Regions from separate parts of the Macaca mulatta genome. Here region 1 is linked to region 2. The links are chromatin contacts, called in public Hi-C maps. All regions are on one chromosome and are shown on one strand. Each heading gives the region's core, a stretch centred on a gene start, on an enhancer-like site or on the middle of the called end of the contact. The rest is flanking DNA. Distances are from core to core; before and after follow the strand shown.

Region 1 (5,774 bases), core at 3,197-5,696, 140 kb before region 2:
AAATATTTTCTAGATATGGAGTTTCACTCTGCTGCCCATGCTGGAGTACAGTGGTGTGATCTAGCTCACTGCAACCTCAAACTCCTGGGTTCAAGTGAGCCTCCTACCTCAGCGTCCCAAGTAACTGCGGCTATGCCTGGCTTATAATAAAAAACAAACAAACAACAACAACAACAAAAACTGACAATACTGCCAAGGATGCAAAGCAATTGGAAATCTTATAAATTACTAGTGGAAATACAAAATGATACTGCCACTTTGGAAAACTGTGTGTGGGAGTTTCTTTTAACATAGCATACAACTCAGCATTTCTACTTCTAGGTAATTTACTCATAGAATGGAAATGCTTGTCTACTGAAGTACTTCTAAGAGAAAGTTCATAGCAGCACTGTTCATAATTGCCCCAAACTAGAAACAATCCAAATGCTCTATTAATAGGTAAATGTATAAACAAACTTTGGTATATCCATGTAATGGAATACTGCTCAGATATAAAAAGAAACAAGTACTGATATGCACAACATAAATGAATCTCAAAAGCGTCATGCTGTGAAAACAGTGAGAGACAAAAGGCCATGTTTTATATGATTCCATTAATACAACATTCTGGAAAAAACAAAACTATAGGTACACAAAACAGATCAGTAGTTTCCAGGAACTGGGGATTGGTGGGAGGAGACTGACTTCAAAGAAGCAAAGTGGAACTTTATGGGGTGATATAAATACTCAATATCTTGTTGTGGTGGTAGTTACATCTCTACATTTGTTTCACAAAACTCATAGAATCGTATTCATAAAAGGGTTAAATTACACCATAGGTAAATTTTATATCATTAAATCGGACATTAACAAAAACAACAACAACAAAAAGTCTATGATAGAGTCTGTGGGCCCACAAAAACATTTGTGGTAATATATTCACCATTTCCCAAATTGAAACTTACTTGTGCTAGTGGAACTAAAATAAGAAATAAGTGATTCCATAAAAAATATGTGGAGGAGGACGGGCGTGGTGGCTCACGCCTGTAATCCCAACACTTTGGGAGGCTGAGGCAGGTGGATCACAAGGTCAGGAGTTCAAGATCAGCCTGGCCAAGATGGTGAAACCCCGTCTCTACTAAACACACACACACACACACACACACACACACACACACACACACACACAAAAAAGCCGGGCGTGGTAGTGGATTCCTGTAATCCCAGCTACTCGGAAGGCGGAGGCAGAGAATTGCTTATATCTGGGAGGCGGAGGATGCAGTGAGCCGAGATTGCACCACTGCACTCCAGCCTGGGAGACAGAGTGAAACTCCATCTCAAAAAAAAAAATATGCGGAGGAGAGAACTAAATCCTCCACTATGATGGAGGCTTCTGAGGTTCATGATACGGGGTTTCAGTGGCAGATACATTGACTTCCTAATAAGGAAGCCTCTGCCAGTCCTTGGTCATTTCTCCCTAAGCAATCCAGTGTGCTCTTTAGAATAAGAGAGAAATTAACTCCAAATCATGACAGATCTAGTAAGTTACATATTAAAACAACTCATATGGAAGTTGAACTGCAGGAAAGCAATGTGGAAAATGTAGGGCTAATTCCCATTGCATTGTTTACCAGCCCCACTGAGAAAGCCAAATTCTGCTCTGAAAACAGTTTCAGGACAAGTACATGTGATAGTCTCTCAAAAAATGGCAAAGAAGATCAAGTAGAAAGTGTTTTGTTTTTGTTCAGAAAATGACTATCAACACAACAGGAGAGCAGTGGAAAAAATATAAATGTTTAAAAACAAACCAAAAAAAAAAAGAAAAGAAAGGGAAAGATATTGAATCACCCCATTGTTTTGATTTCCTTGTGCCAACGACAAAACCTGAGTGATTGACATTTCTTATTTGCTGACTTGATCAGACTATTTGATATCACACAGACATGGCAATTTTTCCCATGGCAATCCCAGGGTGTCATCTCAGATTCTGTAAGAAAGGACCAAGGAATGTATAATTGTACCAAGCTGCCATTTAATTAGACTCTAGATGCACCTCACAGACAGTGGTCAAAGTTTGAGATAGCAGAAGGGTTGGGACTTTAGGTAACCTGAAAATAAGCACTGTGTATCATTAGAAAAATTGTATGAAATGCCTATTTTGGTGAAAGGAATTTTATTTGTGATGAGTAATGGCTGTTGTAAAATATACCTTGTAGAGAAACAAGCTTGGACATTTCTGTTCTTCCCTTTAGCATACCAGCCTTCAGTGTTGTGACACCATAGGGTCTTAAAATACTTGTCCCGGTTTATTCGCTTTTGCAATGCTGGTCAGGATTTTGTAGAATTCAGTGGCACTCCAGTGGGGAGCAGCTGGGACTCGGGAATTCATTCTGGAAGGGAGCTGGCAGCTGGGAAGACCGGGCAGTTCTCTTTGTGCCCAGGCCTTAGGAGAGCTGTGCATTTGGCAGGGGAATGAGACTTCCTTGGATACTCAGAAAGGACACCACAGAAAGATCTGATTTTGCTCATTCTACATATTCCACACGCTTTTCACTGCTTGCAATTGTCATTTCAATCAGGATTTCATTATAGGGGAAATTTTCCTCTTAAAATATTTGCTTTCATAGGAATTCTGTCTGTGTCAGCACTGTGGTCAACCCCCATGTCAGGAAAGTCCAGTTTTAAAGATACAGGTTGGTGTGAATGCATATAAAATGATATGAGAGTGTATTTATGCAGATGTGAGTTTGCTGGATTCTTCGTACCTCGTGACCCTCTAACTTTCTGTACTGCTGATTCAATTAACCATGCCTGTGGCACAGGAAAGAGACACTCTACTCTTTAAAAAGTTAATACAATGAACGGATTTGGGAAAATAAGTGAAGAAACATTGTAACTGCTTCATTTCTTTCTTTAAAAAAACCTTTTTTTTCTCATATCCAAATCAAAAATAGTGATACTAACTTCTATTAAGTTAAACAGATGCCTTCTCCACGGCCCAGCAATTTTACAAAAGTACATAGCCAGGAGGAGTGAAAGTGCAGGTCCATAAAATACACCAGTATTCATAGCAGCTTTATTCACAGTATGCCTAATCTGGAAATGATCCAAATGTCCATCAATAGAAGAAAGGATAAACAAATTATGGCATATTCTTACAATGGAATAATACACAGCAAATTTAAAAAAGAAAGAATAAACTGATACTCACAATTACCTGGATAAATCTCAGAAACATTATGTTAAGAGAAAGAAGCCAGACGCAAGAGTACATTCTGTACAATTTTGTTTATATGAAGTTCACAAACAAGCAAACCTAGTTTATGGGAGTAGAAGCAGAATAGTGGTTCACTGGAGTGTGAGGGGCATGGGGGTTAATTGACTGGGAAAAGGGAACAAGGGAGCTTTCTGGAGTGATGGAAAGAGATAGATGTTTGTGTGGTCAGTGGTTTCCAGGAGGTATATTTAGGTAAAAATTCATTAAGCTATACACTTAAGATGTGTGCATGTTACTGTATGTAAATTATACCTCCATTGAAAAACAAAACACGGATAATGATAGTTGTTGCAGGGCTTACAGCATGCATGCGATTACTGTTAATAAGCATCAGATTTGGCTTTGTGCTTTTTGGCCACCCGTCAATAAAGAGACCTAAGTAATATTTCTCATAGTCAGGATGGAGGAAGCACACATTAATCATTGATTGTTTCCTGTGTGCCTGATACTGTGTGCTGGAGGCCTTGGGAGACTTCATAATAAATCAGATCAGGCTCCTGCTCCCCTGCTCTAATGTACATGCAGTACCTTCTATACTAGGCTGTGACAAACACTAGACTGTGTTTGAGTGTGATTGTGAATGTTTGAGTCATAGTTTAGTACAGAAGTTACTGCATGTACATTGGTGACAAAAATTCAAGGTAGAAAGTGACAGGTGACTCAAACAGGTTTGAACCAAGCACTAGTGATGTCATATGCTTTGCCCGACATTCAGTTGAAATTGTTGACTGATAGAGGCCGATGAGGGGGCAGGTGCCATGTTTTCACAGGAAAGGGTGCTTAAAGGGTGGGGTGGGAAAGGTAAGTGTATCAAGGAAAGTGCAAAGGAAATTTCCATTCCCCTTTTTCTGGCTTTGCCTGCATGGAAGAGTTTGCCCCTCAGCCTCAGAAGATCCATCTGGGGGCACCAGGAGTATCAGGGTAGATTAGTCTCCTATGGTTGCAGTAACAAATGACCACCAACTTGGTGGCTTAAGACAACAGTTTATTCTCTCACAGTTCTGGAGGCCAAATTTTGAAATCGGTCTCGCTAGGCCCAAATAAAGGTGTGGGCAGGGCCATGTTCCCCCAGGAAGCTCTAGGGGAGCATCTGATTCTTCCCTTTTCCAGCTTCTAGTGGCCATCCATATTCCTTGGCTTATGGCCTCATCACCCCAATTTCTGCTGTTGTTACATCGCCTTTTCCATGTGCATGTAGATCTCCCTCTGCCTCCTTCTCTCAAGAATACGTGTGATTACATTTAGGACCCACTCAGATGATATGGGATAATCTCCCCATCTCAAGATTCTTCACTTAATCACATCTGCAAAGACCACCTTTTTTCATAGAAGGCTACCAGGATCAGGATCTGCTATCTTTAGAAGCCATTATTCAGCCTGCTACACAGAGCCAGTGCCGCCCCCACCGCCCTGCCACTGCCCACCGCCCACCTTGGTCCTGATACCTGCAAATTGAGGCAAACACTGACCTCTCTCTGTCAGAAAGAAACATGCAGTAATTAAAACCCGTGCTCATAGTCCCGCCTTCTCTCTTTCACCTTCTGCATAGTTGTATGGGTTGCCAGCTTCCTGGTTGCAGAATGACTCTTTGAAGAAGCCCCAGATGGAGCTTCCTCAGAGCTGTGGGTGGAATGTGCCCAACCAAGACTTGAGGGCAGGGTTTCTCACCGCAGCACTTTGTGGCAGGAGCTGTGCTGTATGTTGTAGGATATTTAACAGCATCCCTGGCCTCTACCCACTAGATGCCAGTAGCACCCTCGCCTCCCCAACCCAGCTGTGGCAACTTAAAATTTCTCCACACATTGCCAAACACCTCCTGGAGGGCCAAATGGCCCCCAGATGAATCCCACTGCTCTACAGAGTGAAGTGGGGCCTCTCTGGCCCCTGGCAGTGGGGGGTGGCGGGGGGGGGCAGGTGCTGGGCTGCCTTGTCACCCTTCTCTTTCCTAGGTCTCTTGAGTTTTGAGAACATGGGAGGACCATGTTGCTGGGTCTCTAGTCTAGCCCCTTTGTCCTCAGTCTTGCTCGGGAGGGGCTTCTAGAGCTGGGTTTCCCAAGACTAGGAATAACTGGGGCCCTGAATGAAGGGCTCAACTGGTGGATCCCAGGATCCCCTCTGACCAGACAGTTCTGGACCTGAGACAAGCTGAATGACCTCTCAGTTTTCTTTCCTTAGGGTCCTGAGAGGCAGTGGAAGTTGGTGTCTTGGACTCTGGGGTCCCTGGGGGCATTCTACACTACTTACAGCCTCTGTTCTTGGTAGTAAACCTAAGAAAACATTTCAGTGAAGTAGAGCAAAGAGGCTAAGAGTGAGGGGCTTTGGCAGCTGACTGTTCAGAATGGATTCTTAGTTCTACTCCTTATAAGCTCGGGCATCTGGGGAAGTTACATGATCTGCCTCAGTTTCTTCACTGTAAAATGTGGATGGAATTGAATCTCCTTCATAGGATTGTGGTGAGAATGAAATGGATGATACATATCAAGTGGTCAATAGTCACTTAAAATGAGAATAAGTTCTA
Region 2 (6,013 bases), core at 816-3,315:
GGCAGCAGTGAGGAGATGGTGAGATCTCAGATGCTGCAGAAACGGTTAAATTGGCCGTTGACTAGGTCAATCAAAAAGTATATATATATCCGTGTGTATGTATATATACATATATATGTACACACAAACACACATATATATACACAATATACATATACAGTATAAGACTATATATATATACACACATCTATATACATACACAGTATAAGACTATGTGTGTATGTGCATATATATGTGTGTATACACACACACACACACATACACATAGTCATGTACTGCATAATGACATATCAGTGATCCCATAAAACAATACTGTATTTTTTGCTGTACCTTTTCTAATTTTAGATACACAAATACTTAGCATTGTGTTACAGTTGCCTACAGTATTTAGTGCAGTCACATGCTGTACAGGTTTGGCACCTAGGAACAATGGGCTGTACCATATAACCTAGGTATGTAGTAGGCTGTACCATCTAGGTTTGTGTAAGTACACTCTGTGACCTTTGCACAATGAGGAAATCGCCTAGAACATATCCCCATTGTTAAGCGATGCATGACTATATATATATATTTATTTATTTTGTTTGTTTGTTTGGATGAGAAACACACTAACATTTGTAGTGATAAACATTTTTTATTGCTTTATTGCACCCTCTCAGTAAACCCCATGAATTTAGTCTAAGGATGCTCATTTTACAGATGGATAAACTGAGGCTCCAGAGATCACAGTTGGCAAGTGGCTGAGCTGGGACGGTATCCAGCTCTATCTAGTTCCAAAGTCTGGTCTCTAAGGCCCTCCTCACTGAGCCAAGAACAACATGAGAAGATGCCCCTGTATGGTAGGCTTTCAAATGCAAATCAAACAATGAGGACCTCTCTGCTCCTTTCAGACTGACAAAAATGAAAAGGTTGAGTAATGGCTCCGGTTGGCCAGAATGCAGGGAAAGGAAAGTGAAAGCTGTTATATGCTCTTGTTGGAAGGGTCAATTCGTAGGGACTTTTCAGAGGCACCGGTGGCTGTCACAATTAAAACAGTATTTCCAATTGAACCCAGCATTTCTAGTTTAAGTCCAGTGACAGGACTCTTATTCTACAGCCATACTAACACACTTAACATATACATATACATACACATGCACAAACATCTAGATCTTTCCCCCATAGCACTGTAGATAAGAGCAAAAGCTACAATCAATCTAAGCGTATATTAATTGGGAGATTAATTAAATACATGATAGAGTACCCAAACAATGGAAAACTATGCAGCTGTTAGAAAAAGATTGAGGCAGATTTGTTCATGATATGCTGTGGAAGGATGTCCAAACAATGCTCTTATTTTTTCCTTGCTCTGTCACCCAGGCTGCAGTGCAGTGGCGTGATCTCGGCTCACTACAACCTCCGCCTCCCGGGTTCAAACAATTCTCCTGCCTCAGCCTCCCGAGTAGCTGGGATTACAGGCACCCACCACCACATCAGGCTACCTTTTGTATTTAGTAGAGGTGGGGTTTCACCATGTTGGCCAGGCTGGTCTCCAACTCCTGACCTCGTGATCCACCCACCTCGGCCTCCCAAAGTGCTGGGATTACAGGCGTGAGCCACGGCGCCCAGCCAGAATACTCTTAAGTGGAAAATAAAGAGCCTCATAAATAGTGTCTGATCCCTTCTGTGTAAAAAAAAAAAGTGAGGTGTAGAGAGACCATTTCCAGAAGGGAATTTTAAGAGCTTACCTCTGGGGAAAGGAAATGGAGAATCCTTTACCATTTACATTTTTACCAGAAGCATGCATTACTTTTATATTTTAAATATTTAAAATATTATTGATGTTTTACTTTCATCTTTTATACATTTAACATTTTTGTGTGTGTATTTTCTTGTTCAAGAAACTTGTCACAGAATCAACAACAGGCAGTTGAGTATGCCTTTGAAAGAAACAGAATGTGACCCTGGGCTTGGGGTTTCTTTAGTAAGAAAACACCTTTGAAAGGAAGTGAAACGCACCACCAAGCACCAAGACAGAGGGAGGGGGACTTCCTGCTTATCTGCAAGGGAAGGAACTCATGTTCTTAAAGGGGCAGGAGGAAAGTTATTTTCAAGTCGACTGCTGTCATAACCCTAGATCAAGCTAACTGCAGACCAATCTGCAGTAGGCCCCGTTCTAGAATGCAAGTGTAGTCAGCCAGCCCACCATAGGCCCAGTTGAGAATTATCCTCACTTACAGTGGCTGTGCTTTGGATGTTTTCCTTGTAGAATGTGACCACAACATTACATTTTGGTGAAGTGAATCATATTTTCAGTGAGGTAGGGAAGTTGCTCGTAGGATCATATAATGATATGTATGTGCACTGAAAATTCAGGTATGGTGTTTCTCTAAGTAGAAGCACGTGTGGCCAGATTGAACCACTATAAAAATGTACATTTGTACAGGTACTTGGTTTCTTAATTTTGCCATTATTTTGCATCTACTAGCTCACCCTTGCCTCCCAAAAGCCGTGTGAGGGTATGAGAGAGCAGCTGGCATCCCATCCATAAGTGAAGACATGAAACACACAGTAAGGGACTTCCCCAGGGTCTCTGAGCCCCTAGCAAGACCAGAAAGGGTCCTCAAGCCTAGCAGGTTGGCTTCTGGCCTGGTGCCCCGGCAGGGGAGGAGCTGTGGTTTCCTGTGGTTTCATCATCCGTCTGTCTGACCGTTTATGTGGAAGTAACTTTCCACTAGCTTCTCCTAGGCCTCCCTCAAGAGTGAAGTGCCAATGGGGCCCTGAAAGGGGGCTCTGCGAGGGAGGATCCACATGGGTAGTGGTTGGGGGATGCTTGGGAAAATAGGCGACACTGGTGAGGGCAGGGGTGACATCCTACCTCCCCTCTCAGCCTCTCATCTGTGCCCACACTCACCTGCCTTATAGCATGGGAGGCGTCTGCCAACTGCCCAATTCCTACTAGTTATTGGATAATCACTTCCACAGAAGCAGAGCAGAAAAGCCTCACATACCTGCTCTACTTTCACCGAGGTGACTGCCACTAGTGGCATGGCTTCTGCTGCCCCTGGTGCAGGAGGATTGGATGGGCTTGGCCCTGGCTTGTGGTTCCCTGAGAGGGCCACGCGGGGCTCAGGGAGATAACAGGGGACATCTGTGTTCTCTCCCGCTTCCTGCCATCACACCCTGAGGGAGGGTTGCCAGATTTAGCCAATAAAAATGGAAGATGCCCTCAAATTTAAATGGGAATTTCAGATAAATAACAAATAGCTTTTTACTATGAATATGTGCCATGCAATATTTGAGACCATATAAATTATTTTATTTCTGTGAAATTCCAATTTAACTGGGCATCCTGTATTTTATCTGACAAGACTACCCTGAGGGGTCAAACTTAGGCCCTCTCACAGGCACATTACTACTTTAGCTGTCTCTCTCTCTCTCTTTTTTTTTTTTTTTTTTGAGACGGAGTCTCACTCTGTTGCCCAGGCTGGAGTACAGTGGCGTGATCTCAGCACACTGCAACTGCCGTCTCCCAGGTTCAAGCAATTCTCGTGCCTCACCCTCCCGAGTAGCTGGGATTACAGGTGCACGCCACCACGCCCAGCCAATTTTTGTATTTTTAGTAGAGATGGAGTTTCACCATTTGGCATGGTTGATTTCGAACTCCTGACCTCAAGTCATCAGCCCACCTCAGCTTCCCAAAGTGCTGGGATTACAGGCGGGAGCCACTGCGACCGGCCTCTTTATCCAAATTCTCCCAAACAGAGACACACACACACACACACACACACCCTCAGCAGGTCTCAGGCCTCTAAGTTCTCCTCTTAGGGGCTCCTGTCAGCCCTGCCCCAGCTGGGTCCTCCGCCCTAGGGGAGAGAGAATGGGAGGGGTGAGGAGGGGGTGAGAGGAAGTAGGGGAGACAGAGGAAGAAGAAAGTTTCAGAAGAGAGTAGCCTAGGCAGAGGTGGCTGAGAGCTCAACCCAGTGGAGATGTGGACTCTAAGAACAGATGGGAGCCACCAACATGATAAAGTGGCCTGCAAGGCTCGGAGCTGGCCCGCCCAGCAAGAAGCCCATGTTTAGTCAAGGTGGGGCCTGTGTTCACTCAAGGTGGGCGTGTGTTCAGACAAGCAAGCAAAAGCAAGCCTCCGTCTGAACTCCCTGAGGCCCCGCGGGGCCTTGCTAGGGCACCCTCCCCTGTGGAGGCTGGCTTCAGCCCTGTCTTCTCCCCATGGCCACCCAAAAGCAGGATTCAGAGCCAGGAGCAATGTGGAGCCAGCTCCTGGGGATGCAGAAAGTGCCAGTACTCCCACCCTCCGTACTCCTCGAGGTCTCATTCTGCAGAGAATTCCCGAGAGCTCACTAAGTGCTAACACGACATTTCGGACTCTTTATGATCAACCTGACTGAGGTTTAATTGACATAAAATTCATCTTGAATGTACCTCTATGAGTGTTAGACAACCATGTGCACGCGCATAACCACCCTCCCCATCATGATTCAGATCACCAACACCCTGGAAAGTTTCCTGTCATTGTAGAGACTTCAATGGTGGCCCACTGTGTGAAGCTTCTTTGCCACCCTGAGGCAAAATGCAGTCCTCACCCCGCCAACCCTGCCTTGGAAGGTCTTCTGCAGTGACATTTGTCCCACTTGCTGCCACTTGTGTGTTCTCTTTTTATTTTTATTTATTTAGAGATGGAGTCTCTCTCTGTTGCCCAGCCTGGAGTGCAGTGGCACAATCCCAGCTCACTGCAACCCCTCCCTCCTAGGTTCAAGTGATTCTCTACCTCAGCCTCCCGAGTAGCTGGGACTACAGGACCACACCCAGCTAATTTTTGTAGTTTTAGTGGTGACAGGGTTTCACCATGTTGGCCATGCTGGTCTCGAACTCCTGATCTCTGGTGATCCACCCGCCTCGGCCTCCCAAAGTGCTGGGATTACAGGTGTGAGCCACTGTGTCTAGCCCCACTTGTGTGTTCTCTGTCTTCTCTCCCCATCAGGCTGGATCTCCTCAGTGGTTGGCCCGTGTCCTACTTCTCTCTCTATCTCCAGAACATAGCAACGACGGCCCTCCGTAAATGATACTTGTTCAGTGGTGAGAACCATATGGGGCAGCAGGATTCAATGCCTGAATCATGAAAATTGGGGAGATTGTTATTAATCTGGAGAGTTCCTCTTCATTTTTTTTTTTAAAAGACAGGGTCTTGCTCTGTTGCCCAGGCTGGAGCACAGTGGTGTGATCATAGCTCACTGTAGCCTCGACCTCCTAGGCTCAAGCAATCTTCCCACCTCAGCCTCCTGAGTAGCTGGGATCACAGGCACACACCATCATGCCTGGCTAATTTTTTAAGTTTTTCTAGGGACAAGGTCTCACTATGTTGCCCAGGCTAGACCTGAACTCTTGGGCTCAAGCAGTTCTCCCACTTCAGTCTCCCAAAATACTGGGATTACAGGCGTGAGCCACGGCTCCGGGCCAAGACAGCTCCTCTTCAAAAACAAGTGCTGATGTGGGCGTCAGCTTCCCCTCCCTCATGAACTTGTTCAACTCAGGTTTCCGCTATTCTGTTAGAGACCCTGTTTATTACTAGCCCATAGGAGAGGAAGGGCCTTTGAACCCTTCTGTCTAGGCCTCTAGGGTGGTCATAAGGCTTGACCCAACCTCGTGACTGTGGTGTCAGTGGATGGTACCTTCATTCTTCATTGGGAAAGAAAGAATACATAACAATGATAGTAATATGAGAATTACATAGATGTTTCTGATCTTAAATGTCATTCAAGAATCATTGTAGAAAATCTGGAGATTATGATAATATCTGACATTTATGGCCTGCTTTGCTGCATGCCGAAGACTACTCTAAGCATTTCTCATTTAAACTTCAGAACAAGGTAATGCAGTATGATTGAGGTAAGTGCTAGAATAGTTCCCTCACGTTACAGAAGAGAATCAGGTTACCTGACTTGCCGAAAGTCACATTGTTGGGAAGTGGGAGCTAGGATTTGAATCCAGTGTAGGGGCCAAGGGAAAACCTCCC

What was found. A called contact is a pair of places that touch in the nucleus more often than the background predicts.
Region 1: a contact with region 2 is called in a Hi-C map of CD4 T cells, with 4 times the contacts expected there. The contact joins two enhancer-like sites. A contact is called at or near these places in 2 of 14 Hi-C or Micro-C datasets (CD4 T cells and blood).

Annotation. Positions count from the first base shown.
Region 1 is chrX:12,703,558-12,709,331 of T2T-MMU8v2.0, reverse strand. No RefSeq gene overlaps it. Among named protein-coding and RNA genes, the nearest start is that of FAM9C, 51 kb to the right of the region's middle. Within about 2 kb of position 4,446, at least 12 of the 40 cell types and tissues checked have an H3K27ac peak or open chromatin away from gene starts, as enhancers often do. A contact at or near this core is called in CD4 T cells and blood, where this site is marked.
Region 2 is chrX:12,564,758-12,570,770 of T2T-MMU8v2.0, reverse strand. No RefSeq gene overlaps it. Among named protein-coding and RNA genes, the nearest start is that of TMSB4X, 17 kb to the left of the region's middle. Within about 2 kb of position 2,065, at least 16 of the 40 cell types and tissues checked have an H3K27ac peak or open chromatin away from gene starts, as enhancers often do. A contact at or near this core is called in CD4 T cells and blood, where this site is marked.